Regions from separate parts of the Mus musculus genome. Here regions 2, 3, 4 and 5 are each linked to region 1. The links are chromatin contacts, called in public ChIA-PET, HiChIP or PLAC-seq and promoter capture Hi-C maps. All regions are on one chromosome and are shown on one strand. Each heading gives the region's core, a stretch centred on a gene start, on an enhancer-like site or on the middle of the called end of the contact. The rest is flanking DNA. Distances are from core to core; before and after follow the strand shown.

Evidence for each region. Promoter capture Hi-C pulls out the DNA fragments that hold promoters and counts their contacts. ChIA-PET counts read pairs in DNA pulled down with a chosen protein or histone mark. HiChIP or PLAC-seq counts read pairs in DNA pulled down with a chosen protein or histone mark.
Region 2: a promoter capture Hi-C map of pre-B cells shows a contact between it and region 1. The contact joins the promoter of Cmtm7 here to the enhancer-like site in region 1. A contact is called at or near these places in 4 of 39 promoter capture datasets (the C10 cell line, hippocampal neurons, liver and 1 more), 1 of 484 Hi-C or Micro-C datasets (group 2 innate lymphoid cells) and 2 of 115 datasets of contacts at active chromatin or transcription factors (memory CD8 T cells and thymic regulatory T cells).
Region 3: an H3K27ac HiChIP or PLAC-seq map of regulatory T cell precursor shows a contact between it and region 1, with 5 times the contacts expected there. The contact joins two enhancer-like sites. A contact is called at or near these places in 2 of 484 Hi-C or Micro-C datasets (CD8 T cells and Th1 cells) and 4 of 115 datasets of contacts at active chromatin or transcription factors (astrocytes, memory CD8 T cells, regulatory T cell precursor and 1 more).
Region 4: an RNA polymerase II ChIA-PET map of memory CD8 T cells shows a contact between it and region 1, with 6 read pairs. The contact joins two enhancer-like sites.
Region 5: an RNA polymerase II ChIA-PET map of memory CD8 T cells shows a contact between it and region 1, with 23 read pairs. The contact joins the promoter of Tgfbr2 here to the enhancer-like site in region 1. A contact is called at or near these places in 1 of 39 promoter capture datasets (the C10 cell line), 3 of 484 Hi-C or Micro-C datasets (LSK cells, Th1 cells and pro-B cells) and 3 of 115 datasets of contacts at active chromatin or transcription factors (effector CD8 T cells, memory CD8 T cells and thymic regulatory T cells).

The regions. Positions count from the first base shown.
Region 1 is chr9:115,609,799-115,613,563 of GRCm38.p6, reverse strand. No RefSeq gene overlaps it. Among named protein-coding and RNA genes, the nearest start is that of Gm39448, 47 kb to the left of the region's middle. Within about 2 kb of position 1,818, at least 75 of the 459 cell types and tissues checked have an H3K27ac peak or open chromatin away from gene starts, as enhancers often do. A contact at or near this core is called in CD8 T cells, LSK cells, Th1 cells and 6 more, where this site is marked.
Region 2 is chr9:114,780,188-114,783,952 of GRCm38.p6, reverse strand. It overlaps Cmtm7 (CKLF-like MARVEL transmembrane domain containing 7), which reads left to right and starts at 1,960. Exons shown (of 5, transcript NM_133978.2): 1 at 1,960-2,285. The coding sequence starts at 2,151. It overlaps Gm9888 (a long non-coding RNA gene), which reads right to left. Exons shown (of 3, transcript XR_003948087.1): 2 at 3,642-3,765; 3 at 2,281-2,655.
Region 3 is chr9:116,364,525-116,368,289 of GRCm38.p6, reverse strand. No RefSeq gene overlaps it. Among named protein-coding and RNA genes, the nearest start is that of Gm31559, 26 kb to the left of the region's middle. Within about 2 kb of position 1,914, at least 116 of the 459 cell types and tissues checked have an H3K27ac peak or open chromatin away from gene starts, as enhancers often do. A contact at or near this core is called in CD8 T cells, Th1 cells, memory CD8 T cells and 2 more, where this site is marked.
Region 4 is chr9:116,212,337-116,216,101 of GRCm38.p6, reverse strand. No RefSeq gene overlaps it. Among named protein-coding and RNA genes, the nearest start is that of Gm4668, 25 kb to the right of the region's middle. Within about 2 kb of position 1,606, at least 59 of the 459 cell types and tissues checked have an H3K27ac peak or open chromatin away from gene starts, as enhancers often do. A contact at or near this core is called in memory CD8 T cells, where this site is marked.
Region 5 is chr9:116,173,633-116,177,397 of GRCm38.p6, reverse strand. Tgfbr2 (transforming growth factor, beta receptor II) reads left to right here and starts at 2,035. Exons shown (of 8, transcript NM_009371.3): 1 at 2,035-2,454. The coding sequence starts at 2,361. Gm40582 (a long non-coding RNA gene) reads right to left here and starts at 1,754. Exons shown (of 3, transcript XR_871320.3): 1 at 1,662-1,754; 2 at 1,379-1,487; 3 at 1-687.

The DNA of each region.
Region 1 (3,765 bases), core at 569-3,068:
TCCTTAGGTCCATTGCCTCGACAGCCTGATAACAAAAACTAGGGGCACAAGTATCTCCTTAGGCTATCTCCACTCCAGTCAGGATGGTCACATGACCAGGCTGATATTTCTGGAGAGTGACGAGCACTCTATCTTGTCTTGTAGTATTGCACCTTCAAGTCACCACCCACTCCCGCTTGGATGCTGGTCTCTCAGACGGTGCTGTCCTATAGTCTTCCTGGCCGACTAAATCTGATTCACACCTATCTTAGTAGGGCCCATGGGCTAAAATAACTTGTGGACATTTATTTCTTTTTGTCTTTGTTCATTAAATACCATCCAATAAATTCTTCTATTTTGGCCGCTGGCCAAGGAAGCCTAAGTGTTTAGATATAAACACTTTTCCTATGGCCCTTTTATAGGGGAGACCTACTAACCTCTGTCACGGCATATCAGACAGGCCTGACCAGGAAACCTGCAGCTATCTAGGCCACTGTAAGGGCGTGGGGGTGGGGAGCTCGTTATCAAGATTGGTTACCTCAGAGTCGTTAGAGTATAGGAGGTTAACAGAACACAGCAAAGAACATAGAGAAGAAGCAGGAGGCAGGACGTGGCCACTACCTGCCCTGGAGGGAGAGGGAATATGGTGTAACTGGCTAATTAAGAAAGGGGAGTGAAGGTTCTTACTCTCTTGACCATAATTTCACACTGGTACTTCTGGCTGAAGTCAACCAGAAAGCTGTTGACCAGGGATGCTAGAGAATGCAGCTTCCTGCAACACAGAGAAACAAAGAAAAGGGCGTGGCCTATCTGTGTTTAGAGCAGATGCAGATGGGCAGATATGGAGATCACCAAAGCCTGCCTTTCAGTTTGAGGAAAGTGTCCACTGTGAGAATCAGTACTATTACCCATATGTGTGCTACTGTGAGCTTCTGCCCTGCCCTTGGGTCCATTTTGGATTGTCTAGGCTAAACATGTGTAAGGAAACAGTCAGATGGATTTCCTTGATGCCGTGACAAAGGCAACTAAAGAAATGAAGGGTTTATTCTGCCCCTGGTCTGAGGTGAGTGAGCTATAGAGCCAGGAGTGTGAGGCAGTGTGTCATATTGTATTGAATCGGAAGCACAGAGATGGGGACACCAGTGCTCAGCTCAGTTTTTCCTTTTAATTCAGTTCAGGGTGCCACTGTATGACATAGTGCCACCCACAGTTAAGAGTAGGCATTTATGCCTCAACTAATCCAATCCAGAAACCCCCTCATAGATAAGATGGAGGATGTCCCATGGTGATCCTAACTCCCACCCTGTTGGCAATGAGGATTAAGAACAGCGCTGCATTAAACTGGCTTAGACCAGAAGTTTTGAGTAAGGACTGAAATGAGATGACACTTGTGACTAATTAAGAAAGGCGAACACATGAGGTAGACCCAGAAAGTTCTACAAGCTCCTTCTCTCCAATGACATCCCCCATGCTGCTTACCACACAGGCCAGAAACATGGCGAGACTATGAGTTTGCTGGGCAAACTCCCATGATGCTTTGGGTCCACGAGGACATTTTTCCTAGAGGTGGGTAAATTGTTAGAAGAATTGCATCTGCCTGCTTCATACAGAGTTTTCTTCCACACCTGTCTGCTGTGCCAACCTCTAAAACCACAAGCGTGACAGCTTAGTTTAAAGAGCTTCCTCTTTTAAATGCCAGCCAATGAAGTCAATGGCGGATGTAATAACATAAAGAACAAAGCCACTATGGAAAACTTTTTGTCCCCTTGAATGTCACATGCTGGCATAAAAAGGTGCAGAGACTGACACGGGCTACTCCCTCAAGACAGCATCCAAACACAGCCTCAAGGACTGGCTGCTTAGAGATTGACCACATCCAGATTCTGCCCAGGTAAACACTGACTCCCAAGCATAAAAGGCTCTCGGAGCCTCTTTGAAGCTTTCTAGGGGCCAGTGTACCTTCTGCCTTCAACCACCTCCTGAATAGGTGTGCCTCTGCCTCTCCTCTTCTTGTAACTTGCCAGGGTTTGGCCGTGACATGGATGAATAAGGCAGTAAATGTGGGATTTGGTCTCACAGCCCAGCCTCCCTCATATTCTGCTCCTCACAGTCTTGTTTCTGTATGAAAGTTGTCAGTTCAGAGAGAGCGAGAACAAGAGGAAGAGGCTCTTCCTACCAAGATGATGTCTTCCTTCCCAGGACAGTCTGTCACAGAGTCCCTAAGGGAATGTTGGGCTAGAGGTTAGCTTCTAAGCAGAATGGTTGATACTAACCTAGAATAACTCCAATGATTGACACAGTTTTAAAAAAAGTATCACCTTTGAATGTACTTAACATTTTGCTTTTAATTGACTTGCATTTTTATTTAAATCCATTTAAGAGAAATCTTATATATATATAACAAATGCAAAATTAATATAATGTTCTAGAACTAGAAGGTAACCAGGAAAACAAAATAAGGTTATCCTGAGCCTCAGAAAGCCGAGAATCAGGGGGTGGGGGTTGGTTGCAAATAGGGAGAGGGCTGGTAAAGATTTACTGTTGCCTGGGTGATGATATTGCTCAACAGGTAAAAGTGCTTGCCTCCAAGTCTGACGACCTATTGTAGCTTGTGGTCTTTTTTTTTTTTTTTTTTGTAGCTTGTGGTCTTATCTACCCCGCTTTATGCTCCTGGGCAGGCTGCACTTCCAGCCACCCACCCAGGGAAACTTTGGATACTCGGATAAAAGACAACACATATTAGCTTATTTTTAATGTGCCTTGCTAGCTCAATGGTTGGACACTTGTTAGCCTCTTGCCTTGTACCTCAGGCCTAATCAAGGAAGCGGCCAGTGGCCACTTATCTGAGATATGACACGGTTGGTTGGCTTTCTCTCCTGAAGCTCCAACATCCCTTCTGTCTCCCTCTTGAACATGGAAAATCTCCCTCTGCTCCCTCCTCTCTCCTAGCCTTTCTGCCCAGCCATTGGCTACTGACTCTTTATTGACTGATCAAAAACCAATTGGGGACAAGGACCTTTAGTGTATAGGCACACAGATCCCCGATTAAGTCAAAGCATCCCAACATCAACCTACAACCTTTGTTCCATCCCCAGCACCCACATGGCAGAAGGGGAAGACATAAGCCCCGCAACCTATCCTCTGACCTCCATATGCTCACCATGATAGGCACCCACATGCATGTGCTCACATGTGTGCACACTTACAACTGAAGACATGTAATAGAAAGGAAATGCTGGTACGAAAATAAAATGGTTTCTCGTAAACACCTGGAAGGATTGAAGGACCAGACTGGGGAGCGGCTGGTAGAGTCTGTGTCCTGTTGCCGTTTCTGATCTCATTGTTGTAACCACAGGAAAAATCTGCTTTGGCTCACAGGAGAGAGCACGTTCCATCACAGCAACAAAGGCACCGAGGACTTCAGGATGGGGGAAGCATGCAGCAGACACTGCAGGCATCTTAAAAGGTCAAGAAATAATGCAGACAGGAAGTGGAACCAGTCTGTAAAACCTCAAGGCCCACCTCCAGAGACACACTTCCTCCACGGAGGCTTCCATTCCTAAACACTCTACAACCTTGAAACAGCAATACCAACTAGGAACCACCAAATATTCAAATGCACCCATGAGCCTGTGGGAGACATTTCTTATTCAAAAGACAAGAAGTGACTATGCCAATTCTGTCTGGGGGCAGACAAACCAGGACTAGTAGACTTTGAGATCTGTGCAAGCTAAGTGAAGCCAGGGACCAGGAAGACAGGCCAAAGACAAAAGCCATGTTATCAAC
Region 2 (3,765 bases), core at 711-3,210, 830 kb after region 1:
CACCTGCAACCAAACCCTGCTCAGTTACCCACCCACCCTCTCCTGCCCAAACTAGAAGTTTAGAGTAGAAAATTGCTCACAGCCAAGCTTGCCTGCACAGCCTTGAGTCTGACAACTTTAAAATAAACAACATACAGATGGTGCACACCTTTAATCCCAGCACTCGGAGGCAGAGGCATGTGGATCTCTGTGAGTTCAAGGCCAGGTTGGTCTTCCTACCGAGTTCCAGGACAGCCAGGGATACTTAGTGAGACCGTGTCTCAAAGGCAAGTACACAAAAAGTGACCTGTAAGCAGGACACTGTCATGGGCAGGGAAGGTTTGATACATCTGATACGGTTGATGCTGTAAGCTGGGACCTATGCAAAGGTAGGTACTTAGAATACATGAGAGAAGAGGAGACTGTGGGGTTTTTGGCGTTATAAGGGGTAACCATTTTGGCTGAGCATATTAGCAAAATGTATAGTCTGATCTCTGGCCATTTTAACTTTTGATGAGGCTTCAATCTTGTTGACTATCAAAACAAAAAAGTCTTCCTTGGACTGGAGAGATGACTCATTGAATGATTAAGAGCACCAGCTGCTCTTCCAGAGAACCCAAGTTCAATTCCCAGCCTGCACATGGCAACTTAAAACTGTAACTCCAGCTTTGTAATTTCTTCTGGCTTCTGCAGGCACCCGGCACACACATGGCGCACAGAGCTAGATGTGGGCAGAACACCCATACACATAAAATAAATTCACTAAGTTAAAAAAAAAATCAAAGAATCTATTTAAAAAAAAAAGTCTTAGGCAGTAGTGGCACACGCTTTTAACCCCAGTACTGGGGAGGCAGAGGCAGACAGATCTCTGAGTTTGAGGCCAGCCTGGATTCCAGAGTGAGTTCCAGGACAGCCAGTAATATACAGAGAAACCCTGCGTGTGGGCAGGGAGCATAAATTAGGACTAACCTGGTGTTGTTTGACTTCTAACACTGAGACAAACAAACTTCTATTCACCCCAGGTCCAATAACAGACCAGGAAAAGAAAAGTAAACATTCCATCATGAGACAAAAGAATCTCTCCTCTTTTCTTAGGCTGCTTTTATCAGACATTTTCTATGTCCTGAGATAGACGAATCTCTCTTCACCGAAGAGTAAGGTAGACAGAGTGACAGAGCAGGACACTAGACATCCTCCACTGGCCTCTGTATACACACACACACACACACACACACACACACACACACATACATACTTAAAAAGATGTACTGCGATGCTGAGAGTGGTGTCCTGATTAGCTTTAACTGTCGACTTTGACAGTGCCTAGAGTCACCTCGGTTGGGTATGGTATCATTCCAGCACCCGGGAAGCAGAGGCAAGGAGAATACCTGCGAGTTTGAGGCTAGCTGGGTTTATACAGGAGTTCCAGGTTAGCCAGTGGTACACACTGAGAGCCTGGCTTGTTTGTTTGTTTTGTTTGTTTTTGAGGCAGGATCTCTCTGTGTAGTCCTGGCTGTCCTGGGGCTCACTATGTAGACTAGGTTGACCTCGAACTCACAGAGATCCTCCTGCCTCTGCCTTCCTAGTGCTGGAATTAAAAATAAGTGCTACCCAACTCTGGCAAGAGAGAGTATGTTTTTAGAAAGAAAGAAAAAAAGGCAAAAATAACAACAACAAAAAAAAATAATAAGAAAGAAAGCAGAATGGTGGGAGGGTGGGGGAGGAAGGTCCTGAGGCGATGGACCTGTTTTTATTGCTGTAGGTGATGGTGGCACAGGTGCGTGCCCCGTGCACACACACAGAAGCAGAAATGAACAGCGCAGCACGGTATGCTCAGGGCATTTCCCCCTACTCGTGTCAGTACCTAGTAGCAGCCGCACCCACACAAAAAATCCCTGGAGGCTCATCACCAGCTGTGACCTGGGCGGTGCGCTCCTGGGAGAGGCCAGGGCCCCAGGCGTCCGGTTTCCTGCCCACGCCAGTCCAACTTCCGCGTGTCTAGAGGGCAGGGGCTTGCGGGGCATCTGCTCCCGAGTCCTCTCCGGGTCCGGCCGCAGCTGGGAAGAGGGAGCCGTGCGCCCCGCCCCTGAGGCTCCGCCCCGTCCCGTCCCAGCTTCACCGGCCAGAGGTCCCCGGGCCTCGGAGGCGGCCAGCCCGGGCTGGGTCGCGCGATGTCTCATGGATCGGGGCTCGTCCGGACCACGTGCAGCAGCGGCGGCGCGCTGGGGCCAGGCCAGCCCTCGGAGGGACTGCTGGACCGGGTGTACCCGCTCACCCACGGCGCCCTGTTCAAAGTGGCGCAGATGGTAAGAAGAGTGGAGTGGAACCTGGGGACCCGTACACGGGGCTGCACCTGGCCCGGACCTTGGGAGCACCGCGCGCCCCTTTGATGCCCCAGTGTCCCCCTAGAAAGTTCCGGGAACAGCCGACAGGATCCCTGGCCCCCTCACTTCTCCAGCTGCCTCCCTACCGGGCCCAGCTCACTTCCCCACCGAAACCCGGGGTGCGAGTTCCTCCTCGTCTTCCTTCCTCTTCTCCAGGCCGCACGTCTCGCACCCGGGCTGGGGGAGGGAGAGTCTCCTGCTATCCCCTGCCATCTCCAGGCCGCGCACGGGCTCCCGCCCGAGAGGGTAGAGCTCGGCGACAAGAGGGCTCGGCTTGACTTTCGAATCTCTGCTGGGGATCGGGAGAAGCGCCGCCTTTCAGACCATCGCCAGGTCCCCTGCGCCCTGTCAGCCTTCCGAGGCGCCTCAGAAGGCAGAACTAGTTAACTAGGTTAACTAGGCAGGCTTGTGGCTAGGGGGCTTCTGGTGCTCGCTTGGAGCCAGGCAGGGCAAGGCGAGCAGCCGGCTGTTACTGTGACCAGAGCTGCACAAAAGCTTCTGGCCCGACCAGAAGTTTACCAGGCCTGATCCTGTTCGCTCTCTACCCACCCTTCTTTTTTCCCTCCCGTTTTTGTTTTTCAACCTCTGTGCAAATGTCTCGTCTACAATACCTTTTCTGTTTGTGTGGTGTGTTTTGAAACTGGGCTGGGCCGTTTGAATTCCCTACTTATCATGGGTGGAGAGGGGAGTGGTGGTTTGTAGAAAGCTGCGGAGAGATGTAGGGACCCCAGTGCAAGGTCACAGACCCGGAAGCTGGGACCTGCCAGCGAAGCTGGAGCAGCCTCCCCCCTCCCCGACCCCCCCCCCCCGGGGCTGGTACAGGGCCAGAGCTTTGTGCCTTCCATAACCGTTATTTTGGATGCCTAGAGTGTAGAAAGGTGGGAGGAAGACGTTCCGCCTCTCCTGAGAAGGGTGCCTAAATGGACCAAGATTGGGACACAGGCAGTTTTAATACGGAACTAAAAAGGTCTGGTGCTAAGCAGTCTTGGATTTGAGTGGATGGTGTGTGGGACCCAGGCTAAGGGCTTTGATCAGCCAAATAAAAGCCCGAGAGGCCACCTCTTTGATCATTAAAGGATGGTTGGAGTCAAAGAGACTTTACAGTCTTACGCCCATGCGAAGACGAGGGCCGCGGCAGAGATTTGGATCAGGCCTCTGCCTTGATCCATAAGGGAAGCCGATGGGAAGGGAATGCCCTTGCTGGGCCGTGACTTGGGTGCACAAAATTAATGGCGATGAGAATGCTGGTCCGTGAGACTGAGGAGCAGGGATACTTACTGTGTGCTTTGGATGACAGTGATACAGAGCTTGTCCAAAATCAGTGAGTGTGGATTTTAACCATGACGTCATGGGCCCGCCGCCTCTCTGCATGCTCCAGTTAAAACCCCGTAGAAAGATGACC
Region 3 (3,765 bases), core at 665-3,164, 750 kb before region 1:
CAAGCTGACTCCAAAATCCAAACTCCTAAGAAGCTACCAAGCCAGTTTCTCAAAAGTCTCTTTTAATACCTTTTACAATGAGTAGCGTGAACCTTAGCCTTTGAAAGTGTGTTTCAAAATCCTTAACAGAGGTGCTGTTTTCTCCCAGCACGGTGGTGGGGATGGTGATGTTAGCAAGGTAAGGAGGAGATCTCACTGATGGAAAGGTCCAGGAGTGCCTAGTAACAGGTCTGTAAAAGGAAACTGTAACTGGAAACAGGAAGAAGTTGAAAAGTAGATTCAAAGGGAAAATACTGAGATACAGGAGAATGCAGAAAACTGTTGATAGAAAGGTGTGAGATTCTGGAGGGCAGAGTGAGCTTTCAAAGGGATGGGAGGAGCCGGAGAGGAGGAAGTGGGAGAAAGGACAGGGAGAAGGGAATGGATGAGGAGGAGAGGAGAGAGGACAGGGAGAAGGAAGTAGTAGAGAAGAGAGGACAGGGAGGAGAGAAGGAAGGAGGAGAGAGAGGACAGGGAGGAGGGAATGGAGGAGGAGGAGAGGAGAGAGTGTGGGATGGTGGACCATGCCAGGAAGCTTGGTAGGTAGAGCAGGTCCAAGTCCCCAGAAACTCAGGGTACACACCTGAGAAGGTGGGCAGCTTCCTGCTCCCTGGCCTGGAACATGTGACACGCTTCCCTCATAAGGAAATAAGAAAGAGAAAGAAAGAAAGAAAGAAAGAAAGAAAGAAAGAAAGAAAGAAAGAAAGAAAGAAAGAAAGGAAGGAAGGAAGGAAGGAAGGAAGGAAGGAAGGAAGGAAGGAAGGAAGGAAGAAAGAAAGAAAGAAAGAAAGAAAGAAAGAAAGAAAGAAAGAAAGAAAGAAAGAAAGAAAGGAAGGAAGAAAGGAAGAAAGGAAGAAAGGAAGAAAGGAAGAAAGGAAGAAAGAGAAACAGAGACATAACCATGAGAAGTAACACACACCTCAGAATGCAGAAGGGCTTTCCCATTTTTCCATTAGAAGGCATCTTGCATTGTCCTGGTTGCCAGCATCTCACTGGGCCCCTTGCAAAAGGTTTCGTCTCTGTTTTGTATTTTGAAGAGGAAGGTAGACAAAGTAGTGTTCCTTAATCATATGTGGAGTTCATTTCACCAAATCAGACCATTAAAGAGGAAAGCCTGCGTAAAGGAGAATCCAGCCTATTACCTGGGAGTTAACTCCTCCATGCAATCTCAGATTTCATTCCAATTCCTAAAGCTCTTCCTCAGAAGCCTTCTCTAGTGGGAGTGCTGGGTTGCCTCTACCCAGCTCTCTTATTACAAGGAAAGAAACCTCACTGTAGCAGTAGGTCGAGCATGGCTTCTGAGTGAGCACTGGCACATGGCACAGGATGATGACATCGCTGGCCCTCGGTCTCCGAACCTCCCATACTGAGTAACAGTATTTACATCAAAAGGTAACAATGGCCGGGCGGTGGTGGTGCACGCCCTTAAACCCAGCACTTGGGAGGCAGAGGCAGGCAGATTTCTGAGTTGGAGGCCAGCCTGGTCTACAAAGTGAGTTCCAGGACAGCTAGGGCTATACAGAGAAACCCTGTCTCAAAAAGCTAAAAAGAAAAAAAAAAAAAAAAAGGTAACAATGAATTGAAGGAAGATACAGAGGAAATACCAACTGAGATTATTTTTCTTCTTTCACATTCTTTCTCCTTCAGTTTCAAACTAATTGGCTTGCTAACATGGTCTCTAAGGCCGCCTCAAACTTTATGGTTTTTGGAGGTGAGACCTTTTGCTGGAAATACTTTTTTATATTCAGTCTGTTTTCCTGGTTGCATTTCCTGTAAAAAAGTTGCAAGAATCGTCAGAGAATGGAGACAAAGAGGAAAGGGAGCAGAGGAAGTGGCAGCGTGGCTTCCTGTGTGTCTGCGTCACCAACTGCAGCTGCTGTGGTTTGCACGAAGGAAAGCTCCGGACAGCCCCTAGAACAGCGACTGCAGAAGCCACTCTGCAGACACTCAAAGCGGGCATAGTTCAAAAATGGGAACTGGGAAGGATGCGGAGCCAGTGAGGATGTCTGAGGGACATAGAATCAAAGAAAAGTCACCCAGAGGAAGGAAGGGAAAGAGAGGTTATGAACAAGGGACGGAAAGAAGAAAGAAGGGGGAGAGAGGGAGGAAGAAGGAGTAGTCATTTCAACTCAGCTGTAGTTTGGCACTTTATCAGGAATACAAGTACATTGTACCATGTCCCCAATAACACAGAGCATAAACACTTGACTCCATTTTACATGTAGTCAGCCAATGAGCTGATCAAGTCAGGACACACAAAGACAAGGGACTCTGATGGCTGCCCCTCTTACATGCTGATTCCCAGTGGGGTGAGCCAGATGTACAGCTCAAACTAGAGTCATCAAAAGTAGGGAGATAGCTCAAAGGGTAAACCACTTGCTGCCAAACCTGACCGTCTGAGCTGGGTTACAGGGCACACATGGTGTTGGGAGAATTTTTACACAGAATGAGAAAGTTTATTACACATACAAGGGATAGGGAGAAGCGGGGAGAGAGAGAAGAAGAAGGAGAAGGAGGAGAGGAAGACAACAGTGACGACAACAGCACTCAATGCAAAGGTCACAGATGTGGGGCTGGTACTTTGTATTCCAGCCTTAGTGTCACAGGCAATTAGGCTGCAAATAGATTCTGAAAAAATAATAATTGCATAAATCAAAGTTCTATTTACTTTCTTATATCAGTATTGATTCTACGTGTCCTTATCCAATTAATATTCCGCAGCTCTCACTGCCTACCCCCTGCAGCCTCGCGCTCTCTGAGCCAGGAGCCCATCTGTGCCTGCATGTCAGGAAGATGCTCTCTGAAATAAGGCAGCTCCCGAGAAAGCGCAGAGCACCAGGAGCCTGAACTCCTGTGCTCACCTCCGTTTGTTTCTAGATCCAGCTGCTCCTGAGACCTCCTGGTTCCCTCTAGGTTTTCTAACTCTAACTTTGCTCCCTAAGCGAAGGATCGAATAGCACTGATTAACTCTGCAGACTGATAAATGCCCTTGTGCTTGGCAGCACTGTGAATCATAGCTATTGACTAGCACTGAGATTTGCAGGCACTGGCAGACATGGGAAGGCTGATGGGAAGGGGAGGAGTGAGCTTTCTGTGGAGGATCCTGGGATTTCATGGGAAAGAAGATTTTCAAAGTGTAAAAGGTCAAGGTTTGAGGGAACCCGAACACCACCAAGCCTGTCAACTGGCGCACCACTTCTGGGACTCACGTGGTAAGAGAACAGCCTTCTGCAAGTTGTCTTCTGATCTTCATAAAGCTCTGCAGCACACACATGCGTGTATACACATGCACACATGCTCACACATACACATGTGCACGTGCACACACACACACAGCTCTGCAGCACATACACGCATGTACACACAAGCACACATGCTCACACACACACATACATACATACATACATACATACATACATACACAGATGCATGCACACACACAGCTCTGCAGCATGCACATAGGGAAATCTGTAATTCTTGGCACCATATTCTCTTAGATTGTTTTTTAAAATGTGTATGGGTATTTTGACTAGTTATATGTGTGTACACTGTACACACCTGGTGTCCTTAGCAGAGGGTGTGGGATCTCCTGAAGCTAAAGTTACGGGTGACTATGAGAGACCACGTGGATGCTAGGAAGCCAACCTTGGTGGGTTTTTTTTTTTTTTTTTGCAAGAGCAGCAGGTTCCCCTAACTGCTGAGTCATCTTTCTAGCCTCTCTCCCCC
Region 4 (3,765 bases), core at 357-2,856, 600 kb before region 1:
ATTGTCCTTACCCCACCCCCTCCCAAGGCATCTCAGTAGCCCAAATTTTTTTAAATGAAATTCATAGGAAAATGAGAGCCTAGGAGAATATTCAAGTGGACACATGTGAAGGTCATTTCTAGTACTCCAGGGACAACGGTGGCAATTACGATGAAGTGGTCGAGGCTATGGATTATTAGTAACCTGCTTATTGAGAAAACTACAGAGCCGGAGTTCAAGCCCCAGCAGCTGTATGAAATCCAGGTGTGGAGTTAAGCCTGTAATCACACGGCTGGCGGTGCAATCAGGCCGATCAAGGAAATGCCTCCTGAAACAGCAAGTCCCAGGCCCAGTGGGAGGCCCTGTTTCTAAAAGGTGGAGAGAGTGACTTAAGAAGACACCTGAGGGAGGTCACCTGCTCCTGGACAGGTGAGAAAGTGAGAGGTGGAGGGAAGTGTTTCAGTTCATTCTCTCTTCTTGGAGTTTCTCAAGAAAATGATTAACATAGACATAAGCCCAGCATTAGAAGAGAGAGATGATAGACAGATGACTGATGAAAGATAGATTAGATAGATAGATAGATAGATAGATAGATGATAAATAGAAAGATGGTAGATGACAGATAGATAGGTAGATAGATAGATGATAGATTGATGATAAATAGATAGATGATAGATAGATAGATAGATAGATGGATAGTTGATAAATAAATAGATGACAGATAAATAGATGATAGATAGATAGATAGATAGATAGATAGATAGATAGATAGATAGATGATAAATAGAAAGATGGTAGATGATAGATAAATAGATAGATGATAAATGATAGATAGATAGATAGATAGAAAGATAGATAGATAGATTGATTGATTGAAGAAAGGGTTAGTCCATACTCCCAAGGCATCAGTATGGACTTCTCAACAGAGAAAGCTATGAAGGGAAGACCCAACACATTTGCTATAACAAAGAAATGTAATTCGGTAAAAGTTGATGCTTTCATAGCGAATCGCATGCTTACAAACTCTTTGAAGTGACCCAAGAAAAGAAAGAAGTGAGAAGACCTAATACACTGCATTTTAGAACAGGCAATCAGGTTAGGCCTGAGGCTTCAGTTCCCACAAGGACAGTCCAGGCTTCTCAGAAACAAAACAAAACAAAACAAAACAGACACCACACAGACAAAGGGCAGCCAATCAGCAACTGCTCCAACATCTGGCCAGGGCCTCACAACGAATATCAAAAAGTCCCTGTAAAGTAACCCTCTCTCCCTCGAGGTATGAACCAATCAGAAGTATACAATATCCTATACCATAAGCTCAACCAATACTGATGAAGGTGACCCAACCACAACTGGAAAACCCTAATTGGCTTTTAAAAAGGCCTGTGAGCTCCAAGGTCACCATTTCGTTTGGATGGTTGGCTTCCCTCAAGCTAGCTGTTTCTGCAGAATAAAGTCTCTTTGTCTTTACATACTATTGAGTCTGAGATCTTCTTCCAGTGATTCTCAGAACCCTTACAGAAGCACAATTCTTTCCCAGGTAGCAACAGAAGACATGAAAGAGAGAGCTAGCTAGGAAGGAGAAGAGACCAATGCTTCAAAGACCCAAACCACAGTAGGTCACACGGCAGCATCTCCAGCTGCCAGCAGGATGTATCTCGTCAGTGACACCGGAAGGAGACCCCTGCTCTGCTGTCCTATGTGTAAAAGTGTTTTTTTTTTTCTGTATACATGTCTGTATGCCACATATATGCGGCCAGAAGATCGTGACCGATTCCCTGCAGTGGGAATTAGAGACAGTTGTGAGCTGCTGTTTGGGCTCTGGGAATTTAACCCAGAACCTCTGCAAGAGCAGTCAGAGCTGTCTCTCCAGGCCTTTATCCTTTCTAAGGAAGCTGGAAAAAGACCTTACAGAAAAACAAGCTCCCAAGGAAAGGCCTCTGGGCTTTCCACACAGACTGGGGGCTTGGGAGGGACGTTTCAAAACAGGGGCCAAGAGGAATAGAAGAGTTAGGGGGGTGGGGAGGGGTGCTGGGAAATGCTCACTTGTGGGGATGACCTGGCCATTGCACACTGGACCCTACAGAAGCCAAGGTCAAAGTGTTAAATTTTCCAGCGGGGAGTAAGGGTTCCTGAGGCCCCACTCCCTGCTGAGAAGTTGCTGGCTAGGGGTGAGGGAAGGGAGTCACTATGCTTTGAGGTGTGGCCACTGGTGGGTTGCTCATGTTCAAGTGGATGCTACCCCCATCCATTCACACATGGACAACACTAACTGGACTCAGTGGATTAATTAATTGATTGATTGATTGATTGATTAATAATTGTAACTAGAGATCATAAAGTTGGGAGGCGTGGCAGAAGGGAATGCAGGGGAGATTTGGAGATAAGAGTATGGGGTTGAATATGATTGAGGTGACTTGTATGCATTTAGAAAAATTTCAAAGAATAAACAAAAAAATGTTATTTAAAAAAAATGCTGAAGAGGTGAGATCTAGTGAGCGGCAGGCACGAAATGAACCTAGAACTGTCTCCTCAAGGCATGTTCTGGGCCCTTCTTCCCAGCTGCTGCCTGCCAGAAGAGCTGCTCTGCGGAGAGCTCGAGGAGGAAGGCTTTGGAATGTGCTCTCTGAAGCAGTTGCCAACACCTCCCTGCATTTGTGTCTTTGTCCAGGGACAGGAACAGCAGAATGGCCCCTAACGCAGCAGAACAATGACCCATTTATTCTGATATCCTGTCTCCTGCACAGGCTTTTGAGAAAGGGCTAAACACCACAAGAGCTCCCTATTGTGTGCCACTTGCCAGACTCTAGAGTTGGGGGACCTTGGGGAGTGTGGGAAGGGTGGCTTTCTTCCTGAAACATATAGGATGTGTAAACAATAGCCAGGCACTTGTCCCCTCCATTTGGAGAGATTTGTGAGCAGTGGAAAGTGGGCTGTGGATAGAAACAGCACACAGGCACGAACACACACACACACACACACACACACACACACACACTCCCATGCACATAGGCACTCAGGCATGCACAACATGCACTAGCACCATTATCTTTTATTTTTTAACTTGTGTGCATGTGCGCATGCGCGTGCACTCACATGTATATGTGACATATGTGTGGAGATGTGCCCATACCACAGCACATGTGTGGAGCTCAAAGAACAATTTCTGAAGCTACTCTTCTCCACCCATCTCTTGGAGCCAGGGTTTTTCTCCCTGGGGCCGCTGTGCTGTGCACTCCTGGGTAGACAGCCCAGGTGACTCTCCTGCCCTGCCTCCTCCCTTCCACAGGATTAGAGAAGCTCACTGCTTCTCATCTCAGGCCTGCAGGAGAAGGGTTTGTTTCCACCTCATCTGAGCTTAATCATTCAACCCCCAGTAATTCTCACACACTCAGTCTCCACCCCTACATGGTGAGCTCAATGCACACGGATAACACACCGGAACAATAGGCGCTGTCTAATTTTAGCTGAAGGATAGGGCATTTTTTTTCCTGGTGACTTGATATCAATTTATCATCCATCCCTGGGGTGGGTTGGGGGGAAGATTAAAAACAAACAAACAAACAAGACAACACTATAAAGCAAAGTACCCAGCAAGTAGCGGGAGACTTATCAATCTATGTTCTTGAAGATTCAACAGGGCTGAGTGTGAAATTGGAGCATTGTGTTTATAGAGAGCAGGAACGTTGCAAATTGAGAGCTAAAATTATCTTGGTCTATCTTAAGTCTTCCCAATACTCATTCCTCGCCCGCTTCTGTGTGTGATCTAACATCCTGTCAACTGTC
Region 5 (3,765 bases), core at 786-3,285, 560 kb before region 1:
GAAGCACCCAGAGTGACCCTGCCTGTGGATGAGTGACCTGCAAGACAAATGCTCAAGGGATGGCAGTAGCCTGAGAGAAGACCACCCCAGAAGGAAGATGGGGAATCCGACTTTGAACTCAGCCTGTCTCCCTCACTAACACGGTATAAGTGCACGACTGCATGTGCGCTGAGCAGCGCGCACCCTCCTACTGTCTATCCATGCATTCTCTCACCAGATGCACGAGACAAGAACTCTTTGGATAAAAGATGACCTTTTCCTAGAAGGTGCATCCAGAAGCAGTGTTTGGTGCTGAATCAAAAACTCAGAAATCCAATTTTAACAAATTTACCCTCAGCATATGTGCATGAGCTCACACTCAGATGTGCACATACATATACACACACCCCCACACATACATACAGAGCTGGCACAGATGCATCTGAACCCCCAGTACTGGTGAAGCAGAGACAGGAGGATGTCTGGGTTGGTGACTAGCTGGTCTAGCTCATCTTCCATCTCCAGGATCAGTGGGAAGCTCATTTGAGGCAGGGAACTAGAGAGGCCGCTCTGAGATGCAGAACATGTGCAGTTTCTACAGAGACCCAGAGTCAGTTCCCGGCACTCACATAGTCACCTCCTGGATGCGTGGCTTGTGCCGCCTTGGGTGACCCGAGTTCCAGAAGGTTCTATGTCCTTTTATAGCTTCTGCAACAGGCATGCACATGATGCACATACAGACATGAAAGCAAGGTACTCACACATACAGTAAAATGAACCCTTAAAAACAAATCAGGCAGCTAGGCAGTGGTGGCACACGCCTTTAATCCCAGCACTTGGAAGGCAGAGGCAGGCAGGCAGATTTCTGAGTTCGAGGCCAGCCTAGTCTACAGAGTGAGTTCCAGGACAGCCAGGTCTATACAGAGAAACCCTGTCTCAAAAACCAAAAAAACAAAAAAACAAAAACAAAAAAACAGGCCGTGCTGCACACAGACAGGCGCACGCGCGCACGCACACACACACACTGTAGAGATTGTCTCTGGAAAACATGGTCACCCCAGAAAGAATGGAAATTTTGATGGGTCTTCCTACTGATAGCCTTTCTACCTCCAGCCAAGTATTTTCTCTCCTTACTCGAATTATCTTATCGAAGAGCGATCATTGAAAAGCAGACTCCACCACCAAAGACACTTTTTTTTGTTGTTTTTTGGGTTTTTGTTTGTTTGTTTGTTTGTTTTCCCAGACAGTATAGCTTTGGCTGCCCTGGAACTCACTCTGTATAATAGGCTGGCCCTGAACTCACAGAGACCCGCCCACGTGTGCCATCATCGTCTGGCCCCAAACATACTTTAATTTCTTTAGTTTCTTAGAGGCAACACCCTGAAAATATCAGCCCTACCTTGATCACAGAGCTTCACCCAGCAAACCACGCCCAGGAAACGGTCCTTCCAATGGGAGGCTCTACCCAGGTGCTCATTAGACATGCAGACACTCTGGGTTCAGACCTACTGAACCAGAACCTGCAGGTTAGCTAAATTCACAACCCAACGTGATTAATACGCACATTAAACTCTGAGACAAACTCCTGGATTTTGTTCCACAGTAAAAAACAGTCCTTTACAACGTGATCACACATGCATGTACATAAAACTGAAACTAAGCTCTAGTGAAGAAGTGCTTACCTTTATTTTATTAGGGGAAGCAACGTGTTCGGGACTCTGAAGCTACATTTCAGAGCTCTCTCCTGGGTCTCAATGGAATTATGAAGCCCCTGGGAGTAATGCCTAGAAGGTGTGGGGGTGCCTGGAGGTGTATCAAGGAAAGTGGTTTACACCACTTTCGAGCTTGTTTTGCGAAAAGTGCGCTTAGTCACTTCTGAGTTTGAACTTGGAGCCCAGACTTGGCGGGGTGGGGGTTGCGTGGGAGCGCTGGGAGTGGGCAGCTAAAAGTTTGTAGAGTCCAGGCAAGGTCCAATCCAGCGGCCTTGATTGGCGGCCGGAGGAAGGCGAGGGCTGGAAGCTGGAGGAGAGGGCCGGAGCTGGAAGGCTCTCCGGCGGCGAGAGGTCCTGCCCAGCTGTTGGCGAGGAGTTTCCTGTTTCCCTCTCGGCGCCCGGGTAAAGTTGATGAGTGAGTCACTCGCGCGCACCGACCGACGACACCCCCCGCGCGCGCACACGCTCGCCTGGGGGACGGAGCCCCAGCCTCCTGCTCAGCTCTCCTCGGCCGCCGGGGGCCTCCTCCGGGCCTCCGAGCTCCGGGGATCGCCGGCCACATCTGGCCCGCATCCTGAGAGGGCGAGGAGTAAAGGCGCAGCCCGGGGTCCCCGAGGCTCGGTTCGTGGCGCACCAGGGGCCGGTCTATGACGAGCGACGGGGGCTGCCATGGGTCGGGGGCTGCTCCGGGGCCTGTGGCCGCTGCATATCGTCCTGTGGACGCGCATCGCCAGCACGATCCCGCCGCACGTTCCCAAGTCGGGTGAGTGAGTGGCCAGGGCGCGACCCTGGGGGTTCACTGGGGCTCCCCGCTCCTCCTCCAGCCCCCAGGGCAGCGATTGACAGTCGGCCGCGGGACCCGGTGCGAGAGCGGAAACGGGAAGTTTGTAGCGGCCCGAGTCGGTTCAGGCCCGCGGGGATCCGGGCAAGATCTCTCGCAAAAGAGCAGGACAGTCCACTTGCAGGGGACTTGGGGACGCTCCTGACCCCCTTTGTGCGCGCACGAAAGGCCAGGTCGGCCGCGAGGGGCCTGGAGCCCCGGAAAGGGAAGTTTAAGAAGTTGGAACTTGGAGGAGCATCGGCAGGGGACTGGACGCCCAGCTGCTGCACACCTGGGCCGCTTACTGCCCTAGACACCGCGACTGAGCCAGACTCTCAGTCCTCAGCTTTGCCATCTCGGGAGGGATTCTGGGCCGTGACTCACTGGATACAAGTTAGAGAAGAGAACTGATCTCTATCCTCGCTGATTCCTGGCCTGCCGGGATGAGGACCCAGTGAGGGTGGTCAGGTTGATGGCTGAGAAAAATCTAGTGCATGCCTACTAAGTGATGGACTATAGGGATGCTGCCTGGAATGAAAGATCTCAGCAGCTACTATTCAATGGAAACACCTAACCCAGGTTGTCCTCCAGGTCCCATCGCAGGGGTTAGTTAAGGGAGAAAAGCAGGCTCTAGGGCTCCTTCCTAAGGGTTTGCTTGGAAAGTTTAAAATCTGGCATTTTAACTCTAAAGTTAGAGTTAGGGCCACGATCTGGGCAAGTCACATGACTCTGGGCCTCAGTTTTCCCTACTGTACAATGCAGTGGTTCAGTTTGTGAAAGTTTACACTCTTTTCATCACTGGCTTTCCATGACCTTCCCTAGTAACTAAGAGGATGGCCAGGGTCGATTTGGGGTGAAATGCAGAGATTGCGGTGGCCGTGTGTGTGTGTGTGTGTGTGTGTGTGTGTGTGTGTGTGTGTGTGTTGGGGAGCGCGGAAGTAGGGTGCAAGAGAGCTCGTTGCAGACATCGGTAGTTGAGGTGATTTAAGAGTTTTGGATCGTGTTGCAAACAGCAGTGGACCATTTCAGAAGGGAAGAGCCACACAAAGGGAAACAGCAAAAATCCTAACAGGTTTTAGTCCTGTTGCTTCATAAAGTCCGCGTTCGTGTCGTTGGTTTCCATTGAAGTGCAGTTCCAGAAAGGTCAACTGTCTCTCATGTTAACCCAGGCCCTTAAAGCTGGCTTGGGAGATTTAGCTCAGTGGCTAAGAGTGTTTGCTGTGCAAGCTTGAGGACGTGAGTTCAAATCCCGAG